2 separate regions of the Hordeum vulgare genome follow, and region 2 is linked to region 1. The links are chromatin contacts, called in public Hi-C maps. All regions are on one chromosome and are shown on one strand. The core of a region is the stretch at or near the end of the contact, and the rest is flanking DNA. Distances in the headings are between cores, read along the strand shown.

Region 1 (6,483 bases), core at 217-2,716:
GATGTAATATCATACACGAGTATCATATGCATGATATTAGTATATGATACTTTCCATTACAACCAGCCTTAGAGCATCTCCAACAGCATTGCTATTCTGACTTGCTAAAAACTGAGTATAGCAAGAGGAAAGAGAAGATTTAGCAACCCCAACAGTTTTTTGCTCCAACAGCATTGCTATAAAATTTAGCAAGCCTCTCAATGTCACGTGGGGATCTGTGCCAGGCCCAGGACAACAGGAATCTTGAGGGCGGTGGGGTCCACTTGTCAATGGAACAAAGGGATGTAGGAGACCACAAAAACTGGGCTGCTAAAAATTATAGCAAGTGCCTCTCCACTTTACAAATATATAAGTGTAGGTGCAAATATAACAAGCTTTGTAAAACAATTTGTGAGAAATCACTTATACAAAGGCTGTTGGAGCAACATTTTTGGACCAAGTTGCTATATTTCCAGTTTTTAATAATCCTAGCCAAATATACAAAGACTGTTAAAGATGCTCATGTGTTCCAAGCAACCATCGCCTACGCCGGCTGCTACCTATGCCTACAAAAGGGGACAATGAACTGACACATTTACAATACCAAAACATCGATGGACAAGTGGGATACCGAGCACCGAGCTGCTCGTCCATCACAACTTCGCACTCATGTTAGAGATGCTATAAAGAAAGGACATGCTCAACACAAACGGAAAAAAGTCTCTCACGCTACTGCTACTGCTACGGCAGGGAACCACTGAATCAGATCTGGCCAAACGGGTCGGGTAAATGGGCCGGCTCGACAGCCCGCGTGCCTGACACGACACGGGTCCGGCCCGGCACGGGCTAATCGTGCTTGGACCCGGCACGGAGCACACCTCGGGTCGTGTTTGGGCCTGGAGGCTGGGCACGCCGGCCGACACGACACGATTCGTTTATTTTTTTATATACATTTTTAGATTTTTTTAATATATATAAAAAATATGATTCAATAGACCTAAAAATAAACCCATAAAGCTAAAAAAATACGGCCCAACGTGTTAATCCGACCAAAACACCGATCCGTTTAATAACCGGGCCGTACCTAGTTCTGTAGTCGCAGCCCACGACACAACACGGCCCGATTACAACGGGCCGTGCCGGCACGTTTGGCCAGGTCTGCACTGAATCAGGGAAGATCCGGTCTCACTGCCTACAGTTGCTGACTTTTCCTCATCAGGGATAAAGAAAGGGCACGCTTAGCACAAGCGGAAGAAAGTCTCCCGCGCTACTGCTACTGCTACGGCCGGGAATCACCGAATCAGGGAAGATCCGGTCTCACTGCCTACAGTTGCATATACTTTATTTATTTATTTCGCCTACAGTTGCATACTTGAGCTCAAGGACACAGGGAAATGAATGCAGTTTGTTGGATCGGATCATGTGAACAGAAGGCGATCGAGACAATTGAAATACTAGAGCACGCGACCCGCGCTAAACACGACGCACACCGACTCTTAATAATGGAGCCACAGCTCGATGAGAGCGAGCGGGATGGGGATGCCCCCTTCCGAAATAGAGTAATGCTCTTTTTTCTTTCTGACATCAAAATAGAGCAATACTCATTGCTCAACAGTACTATTTGGTGCGGAGTAGAGAAGAAATAAAGGTCGTCGGTACTGGCGGCTACGTGCAAGGACGAGCACCAAACAGCTCCGGCCAGCCTCCGCCGGCACCCACGGGCAGCAGCGGCGCGCCATGGACGCTGAGGCCGGAGAGGCGCCCCTCCTCTCCCACCAGCGCAACTCCAACCAGGTAAACCCGCCTTGCCTACCGGAAAAGCCCATTCCCGAAAACGCCTGCCTGCCCGCCCGCTTCTGCTCGCCAACCATTTATTTCTCTGCTCTGGCTCGGCGGCTCTATCAGATAGGGACTGCCTCTTCTTCTACTGCTGCAACTAGCATCTCTCGCCTCGCAAGCAGCAAGAGGTTGAGGATTTGAGATCAGACCCTTCGGACTCATGGCCACGCCTCTACGGGACTCAGATTCCGCTCCGGGTTTGTCGGATAGGGTTGGTGATGGTCAATTTTGGTAGTACATACACTAGTACTCTCATTGTAGACTGTATATAAGTACACGGCGCTCATCCTGCTGGATCTCTCCGCCGCTCGCCTGCTTGTAGCAGCAAGCAGCGCGCGCATTTCGATCTCGGCTCAGTTACATCCGAGTTCCACCTTAGATTTGCGATCCTGCTTGCTACTACCCGTCTGCACTGACGCTTGCTACCGCTCTGCATCCAAATCCCACCTTACGTTTTTTTTCTTCCTTGTTTCAAGTCCACAATCGGGTCACCTTTAACTTGCTTCATCTGTTTCTCCATGCATACAGGTTTCCTCGGCAAATTACAACTGCAAACCCTTCAACTGGAAAGCTCCTGCTATTATCTTGGGTCAGCTCCTCACATTCCTGACCAGTCTCATCGATGCAAACATGCCTACTACAGTACTATGTTTTTTTTTTTCCTTATGTTGAAAACAAATTAACACTGGTTTGCACTGTAGCATTTGAGTTCTTGGAGAGCATTGCATACGCTGGTATTGCCCTCAACTTGGTAGTATATCTTGGGAAGGTCCTTCATGGAACCACTGCTTCAAATGCTGCGAATGTTGATACATGGAACGGCACCACGTTCCTCATGCCCGTCCTCGGAGCATTTCTTGCTGATACATACTGGGGGAAGTACAAGACCGTGGCTATCTCCATAATATTTTATCTTACTGTAAGAACATGCATTATGTAACTTCACTTGCTCTTTTCTATGCTCATTTCCTTGCAGTCATTATGTGTGATTTCTTAACTCCTCAATTTTTCTGTCAACAAATAGGGGTTGCTCATCATTACTGCTTCGGCGATCATTCCATCTTTACAACCTGCCCCGTGTGAAGGAAATTCATGCCCTCCTGCCACAGGGTTTCAGTATTTTGTCTTGTTTGCTTCACTATACCTTGTCTCGATTGGGACCGGAGGGGTTAAATCAGCTTTGCTCCCCCTTGGGGCTGATCAGTATGATGATTCAAACCTTGAACAGAGTAAAAAGAAGCAAGCGTTCTTTAGCTGGTTCTTCATTGCCATTAACCTTGGTGTCTTCATCTCGGGGACCGTTGTTGTATGGATACAGCAAAATGTTGCTTGGTCTCTTGGATTCGGCATCTCATCGGTATGCATCATTATTGCCACAGTTGCCTTCTTGGCAGGAACACCAATCTACAGGGTTCAACTTCCTACCGGAAGCCCACTGAAAAGTCTTGTAGCGGTGTTTGTCGCGTCATTTAAAAAGAGAAAAGTAGAGGTTCCTGCTGATAGCTCAATATTGTTTGATGGGAATGATGCTGATTTAACCAATGAAGCACCAAACAAATTGGCACATACTGAAGGATTCAGGTATGTTCTTGACATGATGGAGTCCAAGGCTGCTAGTATAGCGGGACAAAGTTAGCTTAAAATTGTCTATTTAACAAAAGAACTTACCTCACATGTTTTCTAGAATTCCCCACTAGCTGCAAATAGACATCTGGAATCGCCCTTAACATTTTCAACGAAAATAGGGTCAACAAAATTTATGAAATTAGTAATGGCTTTTATGTTCGTTTTCTTATAAAGAATGATGTTAGAGCTATTAGAAAATGTGATATTTGTATCAAAGGTTACATTGACATGTGGCCTTGATTTGTTCACGTGAACCTCAAAGAGGAGTAAAGCTCAATTGGCCCTTATATTGTACTCTTCGTGAACCATAACCTCCGATTGTAATTAGTCAGAACAATTTGTCATGAAACATACCAGTCCTAATTAGCACCATCTCATCTACCAGATTGAATTAAATTGTCTTTCGCAACATTGTGGATGTCAGTCATGTTATGTTATATAATGATCAAATTAGATTTTTTTGGTGGCTGTGTGCATCACAATGATGCAGAGGCCGGGCGTTACCCTCCTTTTCGCATAAAAAACTACATTAGAACTTTTTTGCATGTGTAGTACAGTCTAATACTACAACTTCAGTTTCCGTAACGTGTAGCGTGTTAGTTATAATCATGGAGTCGTGGTAAAGATTGTGTGCAATTTGAGTCATTTTTGTTACCTTTTAGGTCAATATGTATTCTGCACTTTGACATTTGAATTCTTTCAGGTGCTTTGTTACCTTTTAGCTGCACTTTGACATTTGAATTCTTTCAGGTGCTTAGATAAGGCTGCTGTGGTGTTAGGTGACCAAGAGATAAAGGAGAGCCTTTCCGGGCGTCCATGGATGCTATGCACTGTAACTCAGGTGGAGGAAGTGAAGATCCTTGTCCGGATGCTTCCAATATGGTTCACCAGCGTGTTCTATGCAGCATCGATGTGCCAAACAGCCACCACTTTCATCCAACAGGGGAACAAAATGAACACAAAGATCGGATCCTTCTCTGTCCCTCCTGCTTCCATGAACTCGGCCTCGGTGGTCTTCATGATGATCTTCGTCGTGATCCAGGACAGCATTGTGATCCCAATAGCCAGGCGATACACTGGAAACGTCGCTGGGCTCACGCAGCTGCAGCGGATGGGCGTCGGCCGGTTCCTAGCGGTCCCGGCGCTGGCCGCGGCGGCACTGGTTGAGATGTGGAGGCTGCGCAGCGTCGGGGCCGGCCACAACCTGAGCATAGCGTGGCAGCTCCCCCAGTTCATGCTCATCGCCTGCTCTGACGTGTTCTGCGGCATAGCCCAGCTCGAGTTCTTCTACTCGGAAGCCCCCATGTCGATGCGGAGCCTATGCTCCGCATTCTCGTTCCTGGCGATGTCGCTTGGTTACTACCTGAACTCCATGATCATCTCGGCCATCGCTGCTCTGTCGAAGAGCGGCGGCGGGAAGGGCTGGCTTCCCGCCGACTTGAACGACGGGCATCTTGACTACTACTTCTGGCTGTGGGCTGGGATCGGCGCGGTGAACTTCGTTGTGTACACGGCCTTCGCGAAGAATTATACAGTGAAGAAAGTCGAGCTCCGGTGAACACGGTTTGCTGTTGGTCACAAGCGTACAGTTCTTATCCTCTTTGTTGTGTATGTACTGTCTACAATACAGCTTTGATGTAATTAAATATCGCCCAAATTCCTGTAGTTGTGTCCATTTGAATAAAATGTTTCTTTGAAACACAAATGAAGCAAAGCTATAGCTCTGTTTGCAGCTGCATACCCTCTTTAGGGCCATTTCTTTTCCAGCTTATTTTTTAGGATCAGTTCTTTTCCAGCTTATTTTAGCTTATTGTCAAAATAAGCCAAAAGTACAAAAAGAAACTCGTCTTTATAAGCTGGCTCAACTTATTTTCATCACTTTCCTCTTTATAATGAAAAAAAATTGATTTTGCTAAAACAAATCTAGATGTAAGATAATTATTGCACTTTCAAGCTCTATGTCATTGATCCTACGTAGAAATACACGTGGATATTTCTTTTCCTTTTTTTTTTCCTTTTTATGTTTGATTTTGTCATTTAGATATGCAATAACTAAGTTACATTTAGATGTGTCTTAGACACATCCAAAAAAAGCAGGGGAGAGGAGCTTCCCGCAGCTTCTCAATTAACCCCAAAGGGGTATTAGGGAAGTGGCCTCTTTTTTAAAGAAATCACAGCAAGATTGCCACTCACCAGCCCGCTCCCACCCCATGGAAAGAACCGCTCGAAGGATTCAACCCGCTTGCTCGCAACTCCTCTCGGTCTTGCACCCCCTTCTGGAATTCCCTCTCACCAGGGTTCCTTTGCACACCGCCGCCGCTGCCGGCCCCCGACTGAGCTCCTCTTCAGCATCACACGTACAAACCTGCTACGCAAACACAGATCATTACTGTATGTGTGTGTCTTCATAACTTCACCAATGAGACCAAACTAAGTGATCAACACTTTGACATGGTTGAGAATCGATTTTATGCTCACGAGGAGAGCCTTTCTCATCACTTTGCACCCATCGACGATGACTATGAGTTTCATTAGTGATGCTATTGCTACGAGTGTCTTTCCTTGATGGTTAGCTATAGGGTATATGCTTTTGTTGGGAGAATCATATAATAATTTCAAGATCTTTCATATTCATATTATGTTCTCACGTACTCGTACATGTATGATGTGAGATAATGATGCATGTATGATTTGAGATAATGATACATGTATGCTATTCATATACCAGGCAAAATTATATTTGTATGTGAGATAATTTAAATTCATTTAAGGAGAAAAATGATAAAAATAACACAATATCATTTCATCACGAAAGCGTATATAACGCGGTTGATGTAGTGGAACATCTTCGCGATCCAAATTGCAACCCGTCCCGCGATCTCATCACGATCGTCCCGCGATCCCATCACGATCCATCCCGATCTAGTGCCGAACGGACGGCACCTCCGCGTTCAGCGCACGTACAACTCGATGACGATCACGACCTTCTTGATCGAGCAAGAAGGGCGGAGAGGTAGATGAGTTCTCCAGCACGACGAC
Region 2 (6,727 bases), core at 1,655-4,154, 360 kb after region 1:
TTTAAGTTTATCGACTGAATTGCTTGAGGACAAGCAATGAGTTAAGCTTGGGGAGTTGATATGTCTCAAACGTATCTACATTTACAAACACTTTTGCACTTGTTTTGGACTCTAATTTGCATGATTTGAATGAAACTAACCTGGATGGACACTATTTTCAATAGAACTACCTTGGTGTTATTTTTGTGCAGAAATAAAAGTTTTCGGAATTGGACGAAACTTTTTGTGGATTTTTTCTGGAATATATGAAGAATTATGGAGCGAAGACCTGTCCGGGGGGTATGTGGGCCACAACCCAACGGGACATGCCCACCCCCCGCAACACACCTTGTTAGCTTGTGGGGCCCATGTGGCTCCCCCGACCCAAATTCCGGTCCTATAAGTTCACAATTATGGAGAAAACAATCAAAGAGAAGTTTTCATTGCGTTTTACGAGACCGAGCTGTCGCCACCTCCTATTTTTCCCCGGGAGGGCTCATCTTGAGTCCGTTTGGGGCTCCGGGGAGGGGGGTTCGTCGTCGTCGTCATCATCAACACCTCTCCATCAATAATTCCATGATGCTCACCATCCGGAGTGAGTAATTCCTTTGCAGGCTTGTTGAACGATGATGGTATTGGATGATATTGATCATGTAATTGAGTTATTTTGATAGGGCTTGATCCCTAGTATCCATTATATTCTAAGATTGATGTTACTACGACTTTTCTATGCTTAATGCTTGTCACTAAGGCCCGAGTGTCATTGTTTCAGATCTGAGCCTATTATGTTTTCCCTGAATATGAAACTGTTTATATTATATCTTGCAAGTTGTATGCACCTATTACATTTTATGATCCGCAACCGCCAATGTGGCAATAATTGGGATTCTTTCCGATGATTGTCGTAGCTTGAGGAGATCATGTATTCACCATGTGTTAATGCTTTGTTTCGGTTCTCTATTAAAAGGAGGCCTTAATATCTCTTAGTTTCTATACCCCCGAGGGTAGGACAAAATATGCCATGCAAGTTCTTATCGCAAGCACGTATGACTATATACGAAATACATGCCTACATTATATTAATGAATTAGAGCTAGTTTTGTGTTGCTCTAGTGTATAACTATTACATGATTGATGTCATCTAAATCATTACCCATCACTGGTCCACATGCATATGCTTTTCATATACTGAACCTTGCTAAGTTACTATTGTTGTTGCTACTGTTACAATCACTACAAAATTGTTGTCGTTACCGTTACTACTGCTATTTTTCTGTGCTACTAAAATCTTTGTTGCGGAGAGATATCCCAGATGTGGTTGAATTGACAACTCAGCTGCTAAGACCAATAAATACACTTTGGCTTCCCTTGTGTCGAATTAATAAGTCAAGGTGTAATACTACCCGCAAGGACTGTCGTGACCCCCTATACTCGTGGGTTATGAGGGTGGGAATGACCTGCAATGGTGCGTAAGCACGGTCAGATGTGGCAATCGCTAACAAGAAACAATATTTGAGAGCAATTCAGCCAATTGGTTATGGCGACAACGATGATGTTTCACCTCGATTTCGGCTAAGTCAACGGTCAGTGAAGAGCTCAAACTCTAGCAGAAGAGCGGCGAGGGCCGAGGGAGGCCAAGAGCTAGTGGCTGGGGCGGTAGACAGTTGCTTGGAGGTACGCCAGCCAAGCGGCAAAGGTGCGTGGCGAGGCGTGAGAGGAGCCATAAATTTTACTCCGCGCGCTCGCGATTGAGAATATTCAAGCACCGCATAGGAGACACAGTAAAACATATATTCCACTATTCGGCTTAGGGGGTCAGCTAGGTATAGGTTAGATTTTACTTCTGTGTAGCTTTTTAGTGGATCGGCTAGAGTTTCTCAAACCCAACCTAATAATATCTCTAGCAGATCCGGCAGTCGGTCGTCTCGCAAAACTCATTTACGTTATCCTAAAAACGATTTTTGCAAGAGGCATAGCCAGAATAGATCCGTAACTGACACCGCATATTTAAATTTGTTATTCACCCTTTAAACATAGATCACGGAGTTCAAACATAGCACAAGCGAGTTCATCATACTACACACCATAATACAAACGAAATTAAACAATTCTACTAATAAACGGAAAGCACAATAGCAAACCGCATCTACTCGTAGTCGTCATCCCGTCTTTGCTCTCGTCGCTCTCGCGTGGCGGGGGCTCGTTGCCATGGAGGGTGTGGTACATGAGGGTGTCGGCGAGGGTCTGTGCAAGATGGAACTCCTCCAAGAGCCCCGGGGCGCGTGCGGTCGCTACTTGATCTCTTGCGACGACAGCGGTCTTTGCCTCCCATCAAGCCTTCTTCACGTCTCGGTGTCGGTTGAGCGCCGGATCAAAGATCCGCCCGAGGCGACGGGAGTTCTCCCACGTCAACGCTCCGCGTCGCGACGGTGCACCTGCTCCTTGTGTCATTCCGGCACCAAAGGGCAGAGGGAAGAGCTTCCAACCTCATCGTCGTTGCGCCGCTTGAGGCAGTCAAACCCCCGCGCGCGTCGAAAAACCCGTGGCCGCCACAACCGGCACCCACTTACACCACCTCCGACAGCTTCCGATGGTTAAACACGGCACAAATCGACATTAGAGATCTAAGAATTTCTCGTTGGAGGAGATGTTTCGCGACAGAGCTTGATGTAGGAAACGAGACGCGAACCCTAAATCAGCCCGGATCCGGCATATATACCAGAATCATGGGCAATTTACAGGTCAGGCCTTTTTTGACGGATCTGCTCGGGCCGTATTTTTGGATCATCACATAAAATGACCGAAAAAACGCACCTGATTGAAGTTATATGGGATGTTCCAGAGATGCTGTGACCTAACTGCAACCCGCTCACATGGTCGTTGGGGCCCATGTAAAAGTAGACGGCCCAGATCACCCCTTGGGAATCCGGTACCACCCCCCAACACCAGTGAGCTCAGCATCTCCACCTCCTCGTCCTCCTCACCCCCCTCGTCTCCGGCTCCGACTTCGGCCAGAGGAAGGAAGGCAGGCAAGGGCGGGGACGATCGAGCCTTCCCCGAACCCCGCGCGCATCCCATAACCTTCCACTAGCCGTTCCATTCTCATCCTCTTCGGCGGCCGACCAGCCGGCCAGATTCTCCTGATCCAGGGTTATGGGTCAGGCCTTCCGCAAGCTCTTCGATGCCTTCTTCGGCAACAAGGAGATGCGGGTGCGCCCTCTTTTCTTCTCTGTTCTCCTAATTAGTTTGTTGGGCGGATGGATCGATCGACCGACTTGTATCGTCGTACGGGCATGTAGTATTGCAGTAAGATGTATCCGTTCCCTGATCCACTCCTCCTTTGATTTAGTTTCGTATGATTCGATATGATTTGATTTTTTCATCCTGAATACATACAACTGAGGAGCTAGCAGATTTTACATATCAAAACCATGTGATGGTGCTCGCTTTACTTACTAGCTGCTTTTTTGCCATCTTAGTTGCTTCTTGTATATCATCCATGTATCATCAGAGATACTCAGAGGGCACGAAGATCCAAGTTGATTCGTTGTGCTCCTTATATTCTAATGGAACGGCCTGTTGCCTTATGCTAGGTGGTGATGCTTGGGTTGGATGCAGCCGGTAAAACCACCATACTCTACAAGCTACACATTGGCGAAGTACTCTCCACCGTTCCCACTATTGGTACAACATACGTGCCTGCCTATCTCTAACTTATTAACTAATGTTTGGGTTCATGAACTGTACTTTCATCCAGCTCAACGCGACGGCCCTTAAACTACTTTGCTAATAAATCCGTTCGTGTGACGCTCTGTTTTGTGTTGCAGGCTTCAATGTTGAGAAGGTTCAGTACAAGAATGTAGTGTTCACTGTGTGGGACGTGGGTGGCCAGGAGAAATTGAGGCCCTTGTGGAGGCACTACTTCAACAACACAGATGCTCTGGTCATTACTCTTATTCCATATGCTTGCATGTTGTTTCGTTGTATTTTATGTAGCAATTCAGCATAGGAACATATGATTACAAAAGCTATGAAAATACTCCTCTGGTTAGTTGTTTCATTCTTTATTTGCTTCTCTTTTGTGCCCGTCTAATTTATGAACAAGTTCAGTAGTAGTCACCAGGAAAGATGGTCAATTAACTTATCTATGGATATTAAGTATTGAGCTCATTCCACTTTGCGTATGTTAGTGCTCTTAACTGCTGAACCACCAAAAACAGAAATGGTAGAATTGTTAACCAAACAGGGTAAGTGTCTGGATGTTGGTACACATCTCCCTACCTAGCCCAGGACCTTCATCTTCATGCATCATGCTAGAATTCACTTTTGGTTTATTGATGAGGCATTGTGATTTGTTGTATGACACTGTTTTCTTGATATATAAGCTTTCGCCGTTGCTTTTGTTAACTTGCAGATCTATGTGGTCGATTCCCTCGACAGGGATAGAATTGGAAGAGCCAGGGCTGAATTTCAGGTTTATGGCATTTCTTATCGAGAACCGTTCCTGTTTCTGTGGTAATATCTTTTGTGATATGTGTTCTAACTTACTGTAATCTGATATCTCTTGCAGGCCATAATCAATGACCCGTTTATGCTCAACAGTGTATTATTGGTGTTTGCTAACAAGCAAGACATGGTATGCTTGTCATGGTTTCTTTTGTACCGCGTGTATAGTGTACTTATTCAAGATGGTGTGGTTTGTGTAGAATACTACTACATTATAATTCTCTACCTTTAATACACTTCGTTCGGACCTGCTTCCTGTGTGCATATCTAAAGAGTTTGCAGATTGTAGGGGATTTACATTGTTTACATATATGGACATGCTGCATTTATGTGTGGCTGAAGTAGCTTTGCTGATATTTTCAGTTTCATTATGACAAGAGTTTATTTTGGCATAGATAACGTGGTTTATTTCACTGTTTGTATGCTTAAACATATAGTGTATGTATGTCTTGTGGATGCAGAGGGGAGCAATGACTCCGATGGAAGTATGCGAGGGTCTTGGTCTGTACGACCTGAACAATCGTATCTGGCATATCCAAGGTACCTGTGCTCTTAAAGGCGATGGCCTGTATGAAGGCTTGGACTGGCTAGCGACGACCCTGGATGAAATGCGAGCTACAGGGCGGTTAGCTTCGACATCGGCGTAAAGAGTAACAGGGAAGGACCGTCTGTGTTTCTTGGCCCCTCATTTTTCCTTTTTGTGTCTGCCCTGTGGCCGCTTTTTGATGTGTTCGACAGATTTGTTGTAGTATGAATGATTCACAAGAGGAGATGCGTTTTCTGAAGAGGGGGTCATCCTCTTAGTTGGAGGCGCATATATATTCTGTTCTACTCTAGGATTGTGGGATGTAAATACTGATGTTTCTACTGATGGCATGACACGCTTAATATTTGTGGTTTAGTCTGAAGAAATCACAGTATTTACTCTACTTTCTTCATTTGTTGGGAATGACTAGCTAGAATGCCAAGGCTAAAATAGGAACAATATGGGATGCTTTTCTTGGATTGTTGGTGTTGTGGACGTGGTGGTGTTAGCTGCTTCAAATCCATGTGGAAGAAGCTGAAGCAAAGGGCCTGTGTTGTAGGGGGTTGAAAATTATGAGTGATATTTCTCGGGCTCCTACTATTCTGGAGTCGGGTAATGTTGTTGCTGGAGTTAGCAGATACAAAGAGATGTACTCCCTCGGTACCACAATACTTATTGTTAGAGAGAACTGGTGTAGTTCTCCCAACAACAAGTATTTAGAAACAGAGGAAGTATTTAGAAAAGTTGCGGAGAATATCTTAACAAATCAAACCCTTAAAGAACCAAGATGATTTTCTTATCAGAAAGATAGGAAGGGAGTGCAATACTGTAGCTCATCGTCTAGCTTTGCTAGCTAGAAATCAGGGTGTAAATTTGTACTTAACCTGTGCGCGAGTTTTTGTATCTGACAATATAAAAATGCCATAAAAACGGCAACGTTAATTGATGAACGTCCGTTGAGAAGGAACTCCCAGCAAACGCAATCACAGCCATTTGATCAAGATCAAACAGTGGTAAAAAAAAATGCCTTCACTACCTAAAATTGTCATGCTAATCTTGAAGAAACTGCCATAAAAATCGTTGGCAATTGCCATGTACCCCAGCGAATGTTCCAACTTATTATGTTTTCCGCATCTACGGCCGGACCCTTTAAATGACCCTTCATATAGACACGTCCGTTTAGTGATCGGATAGAAGAGAGAAGGAAAAAAGTGACCCAACCAGACCATTCATATCGTCCCTATATATCCGGACTGTCCGTAAACCCTCATATCCATCTCAAATATGAAGAGGATATGAGGACTCACGGACACATCCGGTCAGTCCATCACATTGGACGCGACCCTACCCGGACCACTTTTTTTTCTTTATTTATTTTTTCTTTCTCTCTCTTTCTCTTCATCAATCACCTGTAAGTGATTGGACATACGAAAAGGAAAATGAGGAGTGTAACTTCGTGGATGGAATAGAGGACGCAATGATCGGGCGCGTTTACAGTCGTTTAGAGCATCTCCAACAGCCACGCCAAACTAGCGCCGCGCCGCAAAAGTGGGTGTTTTAGCGCGCGTGCAACCGGTATTGTTGCTCCAGCGGGCGCGTAAAAACAGCGCGCGCGGCATATGTAGTTCAGCGCGCTGGCCGAAATGCAATCGCGCGCCGCTTATTTGCTGTGCCCTCTCCCGCGCGCTGGACTCTCGTGCGCTCGCTCTCCCACTT

The links. A called contact is a pair of places that touch in the nucleus more often than the background predicts.
Region 2: a contact with region 1 is called in a Hi-C map of seedling, with 2.5 times the contacts expected there. The contact joins the promoter of LOC123437081 here to the promoter of LOC123437019 in region 1. A contact is called at or near these places in 1 of 6 Hi-C or Micro-C datasets (seedling) and 1 of 1 datasets of contacts at active chromatin or transcription factors (embryo).

The regions. Positions count from the first base shown.
Region 1 is chr1H:359,985,200-359,991,682 of MorexV3_pseudomolecules_assembly, forward strand. LOC123437019 (protein NRT1/ PTR FAMILY 8.3-like) reads left to right here and starts at 1,467. Exons shown (of 6, transcript XM_045115677.1): 1 at 1,467-1,538; 2 at 1,615-1,773; 3 at 2,347-2,407; 4 at 2,520-2,737; 5 at 2,843-3,399; 6 at 4,195-5,182. The coding sequence starts at 1,482. The coding sequence ends at 5,002.
Region 2 is chr1H:360,342,600-360,349,326 of MorexV3_pseudomolecules_assembly, forward strand. It overlaps LOC123437081 (ADP-ribosylation factor-like), which reads left to right and starts at 2,905. Exons shown (of 6, transcript XM_045115683.1): 1 at 2,905-3,189; 2 at 3,573-3,663; 3 at 3,807-3,922; 4 at 4,394-4,453; 5 at 4,550-4,615; 6 at 4,947-5,414. The coding sequence starts at 3,133. The coding sequence ends at 5,132.